Linked DNA regions of Arachis hypogaea: region 1 is linked to region 2. The links are chromatin contacts, called in public Hi-C maps. All regions are on one chromosome and are shown on one strand. Each heading gives the region's core, a stretch centred on a gene start, on an enhancer-like site or on the middle of the called end of the contact. The rest is flanking DNA. Distances are from core to core; before and after follow the strand shown.

Region 1 (6,454 bases), core at 1,075-3,574, 38 kb after region 2:
CAGTATTGACAGAAGGTCCATTTATAGTGGTAGACATGGACGAGAAAATATGACGCAACGGAGACATGTGATTAAAGCAACCCGAGTCAAAGTACCATTTAGAATTACCTGGAGGGGTGGAAAAAGCATCAGGGGTATTACCAGAATCAGAGAGAAGACGCTGAAGAAGAGATGCAATATCAGAAAGAGAGACAGGAGACGAGTTGAGTGGACTAGGACGTGGTGGGCGAGTAGGACAGGCAGTAATTAAATGTCCCGAGAGCTTGCAGTAACGGCAGAACAGCTGTGAACAATGATAGCTAATATGACCTTTCTGGTGGCATGTGCGACATTCAACAGAAGGACAGTCGGGGAAGAGGTGCCTAGAACGGTTACAATTTCGACAGAATTTACCCTTTCTGTCGGTGGCAGCAAAAATATCTGGCTTTTCCATGATAGTAGTCACAAAGATCAAAGAGAGGAGAGAAAATGGCAATTTCGGAGCAGAAAATGAGAAATCGGAGTGTAGAATTGGAAAGAGCTCACCAAAAAACCTTAGGGAGGGTCCCACTTGACTGCCACGTCAGCACCACGTCAGCAGTGACGTCAGCGCCACGTCAACAGAACGGTGACACGTGGCAGCCCGCGAGAGGACGGAGAAGACAGGCTGGCGCTGAAGTGGAGGTCGGGTCAACCAGCGGGCCGGGCCGGGTCGGGTCGATAGCGGGCGCGCGGGTCGCTGTGGAAGCTGGCGGCGTGACACATGGAGGCTCTAGGATCGTGGGATGAGCAACAAGATTCAATGGCTATTGAAGCATCTGGGAGGAGGAACAATGGAGGTGGGCAGGGACGTTCCGGCGGCGCGTGAGGGCGTGTTCGGCGGCTTTAGGCGACGGTTCCGGCGGCGTTGGAATCCTGACGGAGAGATGAACACAACGGTGGCGGAGGTAACGAACCAAAGCGTCGGAAACAGAACGAAAAATCAGAGCAAAGAAGCACTGTCGGAAGAGAAAAATAAGGAGGCTATGAACAAATGTTCATTGGAAAAAAAAACTTTAGGCTCTTGATACCATGTTAGAAACAAGAGACTGATAGAGTAATCTGAAAAGTGTATTATTGAGTTATCATAGGTACAATATACAAGGGGTATTTATAGGTGGTAAATGAATTAAAGCAATAAAAGCATAGAATCCTACGATTAATATACAAATATACTAGACAATACTAATTAATATAAATTGATTCTAATGATTTTGAAACAGAGAAGAAGAGTTTTCACAACAAAATTCAATTTACAATGTTGCCGTTTTCATTTTAACAATTTTGGACAAATAACTACTCCTTATCCAACCTCACTACTCCTTAATAATTCATGTAGATCAACCTTTAACGTTCGATTCAACAGAAAAGATTGTGTTGTCCCAAAACTTGCAAAAACAAAAACCAATATAAAATTCTTAATTTTTTAGAAATCACTTTATTCATCCAGATAAAACTAGAAATTGAAGTGGGTGATTACTCATATTTTAACTTATAAGTAAACTATAAATTAGTCAAATAACTATATGTATTTATAATTATACAACCATATACTTGTGACCAAAATTATTATTATTATTATTAATTAACTATATATACACAGAAACCTATAACTCAAAAGAAAGTTTATAAGAAGTTTGTATATAGCACTTTACCATAACGTTGACAGACAAAAATTTATAAATTCTTTCCCATCGTGCATTCAAAAAAAATTATATTTTAATGTTCGAATTAATATCAATCTACTAATTAAAATTCTCTTAATGAAAATTTCTTAATTTAACTATAATAATAAAATAATTACCAATTAATTATGGTTATTTATTCAAAGATAAGTTTGTCATTCTTTTAATTATTTTTTTAGAACTTAAAAGAGTAAAAAAATTAAATATATGTGTTATATTTTAGAAATATCAAAAAGATAAAAATTTAATATTTATTTATTTAAAAGTTAAAATATATGTATTCTCAATTATTTTTCAAAAAAAATTTAAGAAATTAACTGCAACATAAATCAACTCAAGCCAATCTTTCTTATTTTTAATTTTAAAATTCGAAAAAATAATATCTTTTTATCTATATCTTTAAGGATATAATTAATTTTATGAAAAGTTAATATTAAGATCTATTAGATAAAAATTTAACTGATTAAATTATTTAATTATTTTTAACTATTAATTTCAATTAGTTACATCTGAATTTTCACAGTATTTTTAATTAAAAAAAAAAACCAATCTAACAAACACGTTGGCATCTCCGGAGGCCAAACCCAAATTCACAACAACGCACGCACACACACACACACTCTCTCTCTCCGACGTTACTACTTACTACATTTAACAATTCAGACTCCTTACTACTCCATGTCCCCAAAAAAAAAAAAAAAAAAAAAAAAAGAAAAAGACTCCTTAGTCCTTATTACTCCCACCATACCGTATCATACCTTTCTCTCTCTACCCCCTCCCTCTTTCTCTTCTCTCTCTCCCTCACTCACTCACGTATGATTACAGATCAAGCCGCGCCACCAACAACTCTTCCACTTTTCACTCTCTGCAGAAGCACGCCACCTTTCTTTCGCAGATTCCTCGGTGCTGCTTGTTGATTTTGGTGGTGTAGTTAAAAGTTTGCAGAGTTGTATAGTTTCAAATTTCAATGGCTTCTGCTGCTGCTTCCGTGTCTTCTTCCTCCTTGCCGTCGTCCGGGTTCTGCTACAACCCTGAATGTAAAGAATTGAAGTCTCAAATACCTAAGAAAGGTTGGAGACTCCGTTCCGGAGACCGAGCTGAACTTTGTGATCGATGCGGGTAACTAGTTTCTTTGACTTTATCTTTTTTCTGTTACTACAACCTTCACACACACATATATATTTCTCTTTTGGTTACTTCTGCGCTGTTTATGCCACTAGATTGGGAATTAGCTGAGGTTTATCAGTGTTAGTGTTGGTTGCCTTTGGGATTTTCATACAAAGTTTGCTCCTTTTGCTCTTTCTTTTTGAAACTTCCCATATTTTTGTTCATTGCGTGGCGTTTTGGAATTATAATGTGAATTGGAGATTAGTTTTGGAAAAAAAAAAAATTTCTTTTACGGTTTTAATCTAAATAGCTGGGGTCACTTTTTATTTCTTTGTTTTTTCTTTCCTTTTTTCTTTTAATTTAAAAAGCTCTTGTTAGCGTGTGTTGGAGATCGGATGGACGGAACCCTCTTTCCATTAATAACTTCTCTTATAATGTATTTAAAAGCTTGGAACCTTGAATGTATATTGTGACGATCGCTGAAGTTTGAAGAATTTCTTAGGGGGCCATTTATAAGCGGGACTGAGGGGCTCTTTTAATTACGTGACTAGGTTCTATGTATAGATAGTTTTGGAGAGGGTTATTTGGTTTTGATTTCTTTCAACCTTCAATTTTTTTGTGGGATTTGGGAGGTGTTTTACATTTTAGACTATGATATGAAATTATGAACACTAATAGTGGATTAAAAGGGATGGCGGAAGAGTCTTGCTTGGGAGTATTTTGAAATGAGGAATTGCCAAGTAACCCTTAAATCCAATCCCTTAAAATTTGTTAAGAGTTTAGTTTAGAGCAGAACACAAGAGAGGGTAAAGGATTATGAAGTATGAGGTTTCACCTTACTTTTTAGGAGGCAAAGAGTAGACATTTGAGGATTGTGTTAACTTTTCCGAACTCTCTGTTACCCTGGCCTCATTTCATGGTTCTCCCAAATTCCAGGATTTTTAATTATTGTAATCTAATTTACTTTATTATTCCTATGCAACTTTTCTTTTTCTATTTTGGGATAGACCCCAAACTATCAAAATGTCATTTTCTAATCTAATCATAGATTAATTACATTTAACATTTCAACTGCAATGCACATTAATGAAAGTGAGGAAAAGTAATTATAGAATTCAGTTGACTCAAGTTTTTCTATTATACATTTTGTCAAAATTTCCAATGCATTTGAATTTTGACTTTCTGGGTACTAGAACTGAATGCCTTTTTGATCTTTTGCTCATGGTGAAAGAAACCATTTTGTACCAAAAGACACTATTTTGGTTAAATAATTCCTGCTGCTTATCTTTAGTTTGTGTTGTTTTTTTTATATGGTGCATATATGCTACTGCATCTGTAAGATCTGATTGTTACTGTGTTTCTTAGCTCTGCTTTTGAAGAAGGAAGATTTTGCGAGACTTTTCATTTGAACACTTCTGGTTGGAGGAACTGTGAGACTTGTAGGAAGGTGAGTTAAATATTTATTTTATTTTTATTTTATTCTGTAATTGCTTGAAGGGCTTTATATGGTACTTCTTTAGGCGCCAAATACTTTTTACTTGAACTCCCCATGTCAAGTTGTACTGTGTTAACTCATGATGATTATTTCTTTGCAGCGGATTCATTGTGGATGTATTGTCTCAGATAACTCGTTTATGTTGTTGGATCCTGGTGGAGTTGAATGTAATGTATGTGCAAAGGAACATCATATGGTAGGTTATCTATAATGGTGATTAAATTCTGAAATATTATTTTATTTATGCACTATGTTGATTAAATTCGGCCAAAATTTTTTCCTATCCTTTTTTTCAACATCTTTAATAATTACTTATTTGTGCGTTGCAATGCCTAACTTTCTGAATTCCCTTTTTATCTGGTTTTTTGCCCTTGTATATTTCCAAATTCATGGTTATGGTTTGACTCTTGACATTTTTTCAAGCTTAAAGTATGTTTTATGCAACATTTATTTCTTTATATGCGTAATTACATTATTCCTTTTTTCCGTTATACATGTCAGTCATCAACCCGGCCATGGTCTCAGTCTTTTTGCTCTAATTTATCTCTAAGACTTAGAGACATCTCCACAAATAATTGGAATCAGTTAGCTGGATCAGGTCCTGTACCATGGAAGCAAGCACCCAGCCTATATAATTCTGTTTCTTCATCCAACCTGCAGCCAGGTGTGGCCTCTCTAGTTGAATTGACACATAAACTTGGCAAAATTTATGGAAATGAAAGATTGCCTGATTTTTCTCTGGGAAAGAAAAATGAAAATTTTCCTGGAATATCCAACTGGAACACTAAGCTTGAATCACAGGAGATAATGCTTGTGAATGGTAATGTTCGTTTTATCTGAGTTTCTATCATTATTTTTACCTGTTATTAGTTAGGAGCTCAAGGCATCTCTTATTAACATGTAGTTAGCTACTTGACCTGATTCTTTTATTGTATCACAGGAGCAATGAATGAGGACAAACCTAGTTCATGTTTAAATCTTTGCCAGCAGTCTTCTTCTGTAAAGGAGGATTCATCTCCGCAACCTTTTGCATTGCCTGTACCTTATGCATCTCCAAATGAAAGAAATGGTCAACCCGGGGGGAATCAACTACAACAAACCCCTCCAGCTCCTCTAGGAAAGCAATATAGTGGCACTGTTCATTTATCACTTGACACATCAGGTGAAACACAAGTTCGTAATGGACGGCCTCGAGTAGATGCACGAGGAAGAAGCCAGTTACTCCCACGGTACTGGCCCAGATGTACCGATCAGGAGCTACAGCAAATATCTATCGAGTATCCTTTAAGCTACAAATGATAATAATAATGTCATGAATTCATGTTCTTTCTTACATTTTTCTATGGAATTTTTTTGCTGTAACTAAAATCATACGGAAGAATTATATTCCTTAACTTTATTTGAGTTCTAATTCTGTCATTACCCCGTTGTTTCAAAAAACCTTGAGCGCTAGTGATGCTGGGCGAATTGGGCGTCTAGTGCTTCCAAAGAAGTGTGCTGAGGTTAGTGATGTAATTCTCTTTTGGAGTTTGGATTGGGTATAATTTATATGGATGTTCAATGTGCGTAGTGAATTGGATGTCACGGGATCACCATTTTGGTGTGCTCTACTCATGATCTATTTGACTGTGTCTTCATCTGACATACAAATGATTTGGTTTGTGCATTGTAGCATGGTTTATTCACTTAGTCTTTAGATTGTTATTCTGTGAGGAAACCTTATTTTCTTGCATGCTATTCTTTTCTTTTAATAATATTTTTATCCACAAAAAAAAAAAAAAAAAAAAAGAAAGAATGGAAATCTGATTTATTTGGCAAGCCTATCATATTTATTTCATTTAATCTGATTTTCTATAGTTTAAAATTCTGCTGCATGAGACAGGCTTATTTCCCTCCAATTTCACAGCCTGAAGGGTTGCCACTCAAAATCCTTGATGCAAAAGGCAAAGAGTGGATATTTCAGTTTCGTTTCTGGCCCAACAATAACAGTAGAATGTATGTTTTGGAAGGTGTCACTCCCTGCATACAGTCCATGCAGTTGCAAGCAGGTGACACAGGTATTAAAGACATGATATGCTAGAATATATGGAATATTCGTCGTTCGTTTGTCCTTATTGATAGCTTACCTTCATATGTGAGGTTTGCATGA
Region 2 (6,569 bases), core at 1,247-3,746:
TTGGAGGTAGAAGGTGAGGGCAGAATGGTCAACAAAGACAATGGAAAGGGTAAAAATGTCATTGAGCAGACATAGGAGAATTATGGGCCTTGGATGCTAGTTCAGAAAAGTGTACGTGGCAGGAGGAGCGTGAAATCAGGGGAAGGAATGCAAAATGGCGAGGGAAGAAAAGAAAAAGGGAAAGAGGATAGTACAGTACAATCATCCCGTTTTGCAATTCTGCAAGCAAATAACGAGGAAAGCCACGATCCTACCAATCATGAGCAGTCAGGTAATGACGCTAATAAAGACAAAACAACTGAAAGCTTTCAGGGAGGCAAAAAGACACACAAACCTAATGTTAATGCCAAAAACATACCTTTAGCTATACACACAGCCCAAAAAAGCCATAACTCTGGCCCAAACCCACAAGCTCCACCTGCCCAAGACTGCCAACAACCTGCAACAATTAAAAAAGGAACCAACCCTAGCCCAAATCAACAAATGAACATAGACCAAAATTACATGTCTACACAAAATAATAACATCAAAGCCCCAATAGACCAAAACCACCGTATGGATATAGAAAACACAAGGCCTAATCCAGAAAATTGGAAGGAGCCAGACCCCATAAGTCCAACCCTCTCCCTGGAAGTTCCTAATACCTTCCAGGATATGGAAGGAGTGGAAGAACCCCCAGACCCAGAGCCAAAGCCCCCTGATTTCAGTCCTATGAATTCAAAAGAATTAAGCAGAGCAGTGGAAGCATATGAGCAACCCATTATGGTGGTACAAGATGGAAATGGAGAAAGCTTTCCCCTTCAGGGGGATGAAATGCAATGTTCATAGAAGGGCTTAGGCCCAGTGATTACCCTGATGGGTGAACTTGATACGTAGTGAGTACAAAATAACTCTTAATGATGAATATTTTGGCGTGGAACATAAGAGGAGTTGCGAATGATGCTACCATTCAAACTCTAAAGGAACTTAGAAGGCAACATAAACCAGACATAACTCTTCTCTTTGAAACCAGATGCAGTGGGGCTAGAGCTTTGGAGGTAATATCTACTCTTGGTTTTAAATTTTATTTTATTGAAGAAGCTAATGGTTTCTCGGGTGGCATATGGGCCTTGTGGGAGAATAGTAATTTGAAGATGCAAGTTATAGAGAAATTTAATCAGTGCATTCACCTTAAAATTGAATATTCAGGGGAAAAGGTTTGGACTTTATCAGCTGTTTACGCAAGTCCGCAGGAGAATTTAAGAAAAATATTTTTTGAAAATTTAAAAGACTTCTCCAAGAGAAATAAGGACCCTTGGATGCTTATAGGTGATTTTAATGAAATTAAAAATGAGGGAGAAAAAAAAGGGGGTAGACAAGTTGATATGCATGCCTGCAGGAGGTTTAGGGATTGGATGGATGACTGCAAGCTCTTGGACCTTGGATTTGTTGGTACAAGATTTACTTGGAAAGGCGGACAAAGGGTGGGATTAGATAGAGTTTTCAAGAGGCTGGATAGAGCTATATCAACCTCTAGTTGGAGGACTCTCTTTGGTGATGCAAGAATTGAAGTTCTTCCGAGGGTCAATTCGGACCATCACCCCCTCTTGGCCGTCCTCAGACCAGAACAATTTGATGGTGGGGAAAAGCCTTTCCGTTTTGAGGCGATGTGGAGTATCCACCCTGATTTCTTTCAGTTCATTAGTGGAAGTTGGGACAGAAAGCGTTGGCTACCGGGAGCTTTGAAGGAGTTAGCGGTGAACTTAAAAAGGTGGAACAGGAATGTTTTTGGTAATGTTTTCAGAAAGAAAAGGGGGATCTTGAACAGACTGAGAGGAATTCAAAGAGCAACAGATTATGGGAGGAATCCTTTTCTTGAGGAATTAGAGAAGCGGCTGGTAGCAGAGCTCACCGAAATCCTGAATCACGAAGAGATTTTATGGATGCAAAAATCCCGCCAGCAATAGTTTGTCGAAGGAGACAGAAACACGAGATATTTTGAAAGCTCTATGGCAAAAGATAAGAGATTTGGGGCCGTCGGGGTATGCAAAAGATAGAGAGTTCTGGACCCAAACAAGCAAAAAATAATTAAAAACGTGCACTAAGAAAACAACAACTGTTCCAACAACTAATGGCTTCCCATTTAATACCCAACACATTAATATCATAGGCCCATTGTGTTTAACGCTAACCACACTCGGATGGAAAATGGAGGTGAAAACAAGGGAGATCTTTGTATTATAATTATTATTTCTTTTTTCCTTTCTAAATTAGTAAATTTTCATCCTTAACGAGCAAAATAAGAGGACACATTTGAGATTTGAAAATAGATTGATGGGCCATCTGGATCATCTAGAATTTAATGAGGTGGCCCATAAGCGTTGCTGCGTTGGTGAGCAATTTAAGAGTTTTTGGAACACTCGTTTGTTTGGTAATGTGGGCCGTATTTATAAGGGCCAAATGTGAATTAAAAGCTATGCACAAGCCAGGTGTCAATGATTCATTGGCACAAGTAGAGGACCAAGACAACATTATAGAGTGTAGCTTATCATTTGGCAACTGAGTATCTGTCGCGACCCCTACAATATAGCAACTTAAAAGATCCATTTTACTGTGCATGGTATGGTGGAGAGTTCAAATCAGAAAATGAAGAATTCTTTTCTATAATAACAATTCAAATTTCTTAATCTTTGTAAATCTATTATTTTGTTAGTTGATTATTTGTAAAATAAAAATAATTTAATTTTCTAAAAACACTGTTACTTTTTTTTATATATCTCAATTGAACAAGTGATATTTAGGTTTATTTATTAAAAATTCGATTGACCAATTTTGTAATGATCGTTAATAAAAAAATCTTGCGGTTTGGATTGTCCGTCTTTTTTTTTTTTTTTGGTCGAAGGGAGGCCAAAAGCCACAATAGAAAAAGCACAAATTTAGTGCAACTCTTTTTTTAGAGAGTAATATTATATATCCAAATCTTTTTATGAATTAAGTCTAATCAAATTAAATAATAAAATTTAAAATAATATTAGTTATAACTAATTTTTATTATGTTAGACTAACTTAATTGAAATTGATTAATAAAAAAATTTATTTGTATAATTTTTTATTTTTTTTTTAGATTGACCTTTTTTTTTGTTGATATATTAGACAGCTCCCAATTCTAGGCATTACCCACTCACATACACTACACTCACACACACAATTCAAGTTCTATCACACCTAACTACAGCTGGGAATCGAACCTGAGATGTGGCTATATGAGGCTAACAAATAGACCATCGGTACAAAGTCTCGCCACGATTGACCCGTTTAAGCCGGTGAATTGTAGAATTCTAGAATGACGATCTAACCCAATTAAGAATTATGAGTGAGCTTGAATGGGTTAGAATTGTAGTGGTGAAATTGCTTGCCTAACCACAAGTGCTGCTTGTTGGGCTTGGAGTGTTTGTGTGATGAAAAACTTGGACCGGAAAAGAAGGGGCAAAGAAATTATTGTTTACAAGGCCAACCCAAAATAAGAAGTCCATCAACTGAATTAAGAGATTTTACACCACTTTCTATGATTTCATTATAACTGCAAAAGAATAAAAGAAACATCTTGTTCTTTCTTCAACAAATATCAAGGCCATGTAAACTCGCCATATGTCGTGTACCTAAAGGTGTGGTCACCATTATTTATCTATATTGAGCTCTTATGATTTTTGCAAACATGTAGATATGAATAAAAACCTTTAAAAGATAATTAAAGATATCTTTGGTACTAAGACAAAGATACTAGTAGTCTTGAATTTTTCTTGTGTGATGCTTCTGTTAAAATGCTGCAAGGGATATTGCCATTTTGACAAGTACTAATAACGTTGTTTTGTTCTATTGTGTTTTTGGGTGTTGTTTTGTCCCTTCATTTGAATCAAAGGCTTCGGTTTCTATATGTGATGAGGTTCTAAAAATACCATCTCTTTATATTCTGACTCAACGTTATGATTTAGGTTCAAACACATCAAAAGGCCCAATCTAAAGATTGGCCTTCACCGCTTATCGACTTCTTTAGAAAAGGTCGGATTCAACACAGACTCCACTCCAAAGAAGTTGGGCTCGAAGGATAGCTGGCAGATAAAGGGACGGTTATCCATCTTAAAAGGTGAAACTACTCTAACGGTGGTTATTGGTTCATCACTATAAATACACTGACACCCTCAGATATCTCTAAGTTCCAATATTCTCTAAACCTACTAAAACCCGTTGCTGACTTAGGCATCGGAGTGTCTTTGCAGGTACCACCCTCCGTTCTCTCACAAATACTAGTCGGACGGCAGCTTTCGGACACTAGGCAAGACAGAGACCACCTCCTCTTGACGTTTGGGCCAATTTCTCAAACCCAATCCACCTATCTCAGGTTACCCTCGTAACACCATCAACACCTTTTTTATTTTGGTTAAATTTATAATTTATAATTTTTTTTATTTTCTTTTGTAAATTACTTACTACTATACTTACCATAAGCTACAATTTGTACCACTGATTTTTGAGATATGTGTCTGCAAATGAATATAGTAAACTACTCAGTAAATACAACGAAAATGAGTTTGATATTCTTACATATTTTTCTTAACAAAAAATTACAATTTTAGGTAGAACCGTAGAAGTCTAATTCTAAAAGTTATATACTTGCTTAACTCAAAATCGTTGACCCATCTCTCTAGGTGGATAGACTTTTTATTTGGGGGGAATGAAGCGTACGCAGTGATCATTAATTCATTGTATGCTTCTTTAACAGGCACACTTAATTTAAGTAATTAACAATGATTGTGGCCCACTCATCATAGTCTATTGTTTATGTATTCTTGATGTCTGATTTATAATATTTACAAAGTATTATTGTTAAAACACAATTCAGTCACTAAAATTGACAAACGTTGTGAAAAAAAAAAAAAAAAACTTGCTTTGTTGACTAGTATAGCAAGCCAATCTTTTTTTTTTTGGTATTAAAAATATAAATCTTAACGGAAAACATTTTCTATACAATGGCGGTCGAATTTTTTTCCCCTCTTCGGTTTGAGAGACTATTATATATAATTATATGGAGGGGTGTTAAGAAGTCAGTAATTTTTGTGATTTGTAGCTATCAAATAGTCATCAATGATAATTTTAATAGTATAAAATTTGTGTAAAATTTTATCTAATAATTCACTTTTTTTAACTAGTTACATACTAGTCAAAATTTAATAAAATTGTTGTCCTAAACTTTTCCAATTATATATATTAGCAAAGTTGGGGGCTTCATTAGTTCATTGGAAGTATGAAGAGTGACAAAATGATGAGCTTTGAAAAAATGAGTTGCGTGATTATTGCATTGTCCATCTTATCCATCAATTCACGTGCTTACATGCATGATGCATGAATCTCTCATAAGAACATAAGATATTATATAAATTATCAATTTAGAATTTAGTAAGAACCTAAGATAAAATTATTAATAATAAAAAATTATTTTAATAAATATAAAATAAATTTATTAAAAACTTAAATTTTATATTTTTTATAATTTTTTTAATTAATAACTTAATTACGTGTTTTTAAAATATATATTAACTGAATTTTACAATTAAAAAATATTATATATATATATTGTGTATTTATTTTTATATCTTTTATTTTTTTTTAAAAATAATTAATAGAAATAAAAAATTAAAAAAATATTTTTTATATCATAAAAAAGTATTCATAAAAAAAGTTTTAAATACTTTTTTTTTATATTAAAATACTCCTAGCAGTTATATATCTTATGTATGCGTGCTAAAGGTCAGAAAGTGTCATTGTAAGAGTTAAGTTTTAAAGTGGTCTATGAAATTAGTGATATGTATTAAAATTGTCTACTATGGTAGTTCTTGATCCATTTTTTGTTAACGGCGTGCTAACGTGGCTTGATGATGTAAATCATTAGCAACACGTGTCACTTCATAGTTTAGTCAAATATGATGACGGGTTGGTCAATAATACATGGCATGTTGACGTAGACGAGTGTGCCATGTGTCACAATACTATTTGGTCATGTGTCAGCTTGTGTTATGTATCGCAATATTATTTGTCCACATGTCATGTACTATATCATCATTATATATAGATGCACCAAATTGGTCCCTAACTTTGCATTGTGCGACTCATTTTCGTCTCTGAAATTGAATATCGTGCACCAAATTAGTCCATTCACTGATTTTTTTTTAAATTCAAAATTCTCAATATTTTTTAATGCATTCATTTTAATTCTATTTTTTTTCACATGTCATTAAATGCAAGTGCTTTTATAAAATATTTTTAAGATTTTAGTTTTTTTTTTTTGTGACTATTAAGATTTTAGTTTTAATTATACTATTTTTTCTATAATAACTTAACATTGATAAATTTTATATATATAATTATGTTATTTTAAAAAAGATATGATTGATTAAACACATTTTTTATTTTCATAAAAAATACGCAAATTTTTAACTATAAATCAAGAATCAAAATACACAATTTTTTACAATTTCTATAAAATATATGTTTTTTGGGCTTTAAAAAAATATTTTAAAATCAATCATATAATT

The links. A called contact is a pair of places that touch in the nucleus more often than the background predicts.
Region 1: a Hi-C map of leaf shows a contact between it and region 2, with 3 times the contacts expected there. The contact joins the promoter of LOC112733408 here to the enhancer-like site in region 2. A contact is called at or near these places in 4 of 8 Hi-C or Micro-C datasets (leaf and an unstated tissue).

What each region holds. Positions count from the first base shown.
Region 1 is chr13:129,500,882-129,507,335 of arahy.Tifrunner.gnm2.J5K5, forward strand. It overlaps LOC112733408 (B3 domain-containing protein Os07g0563300), which reads left to right and starts at 2,325. Exons shown (of 14, transcript XM_025782349.3): 1 at 2,325-2,822; 2 at 4,176-4,257; 3 at 4,406-4,501; 4 at 4,807-5,125; 5 at 5,246-5,582; 6 at 5,711-5,807; 7 at 6,188-6,362. The coding sequence starts at 2,671.
Region 2 is chr13:129,462,480-129,469,048 of arahy.Tifrunner.gnm2.J5K5, forward strand. It overlaps LOC112733406 (probable pectinesterase/pectinesterase inhibitor 40), which reads left to right. Exons shown (of 5, transcript XM_072212504.1): 4 at 3,972-4,123; 5 at 4,257-4,580. The coding sequence ends at 4,312. Among protein-coding and RNA genes, the nearest start is that of LOC112733406, 10 kb to the left of the region's middle. Within about 2 kb of position 2,497, at least 3 of the 3 cell types and tissues checked have open chromatin away from gene starts, as enhancers often do.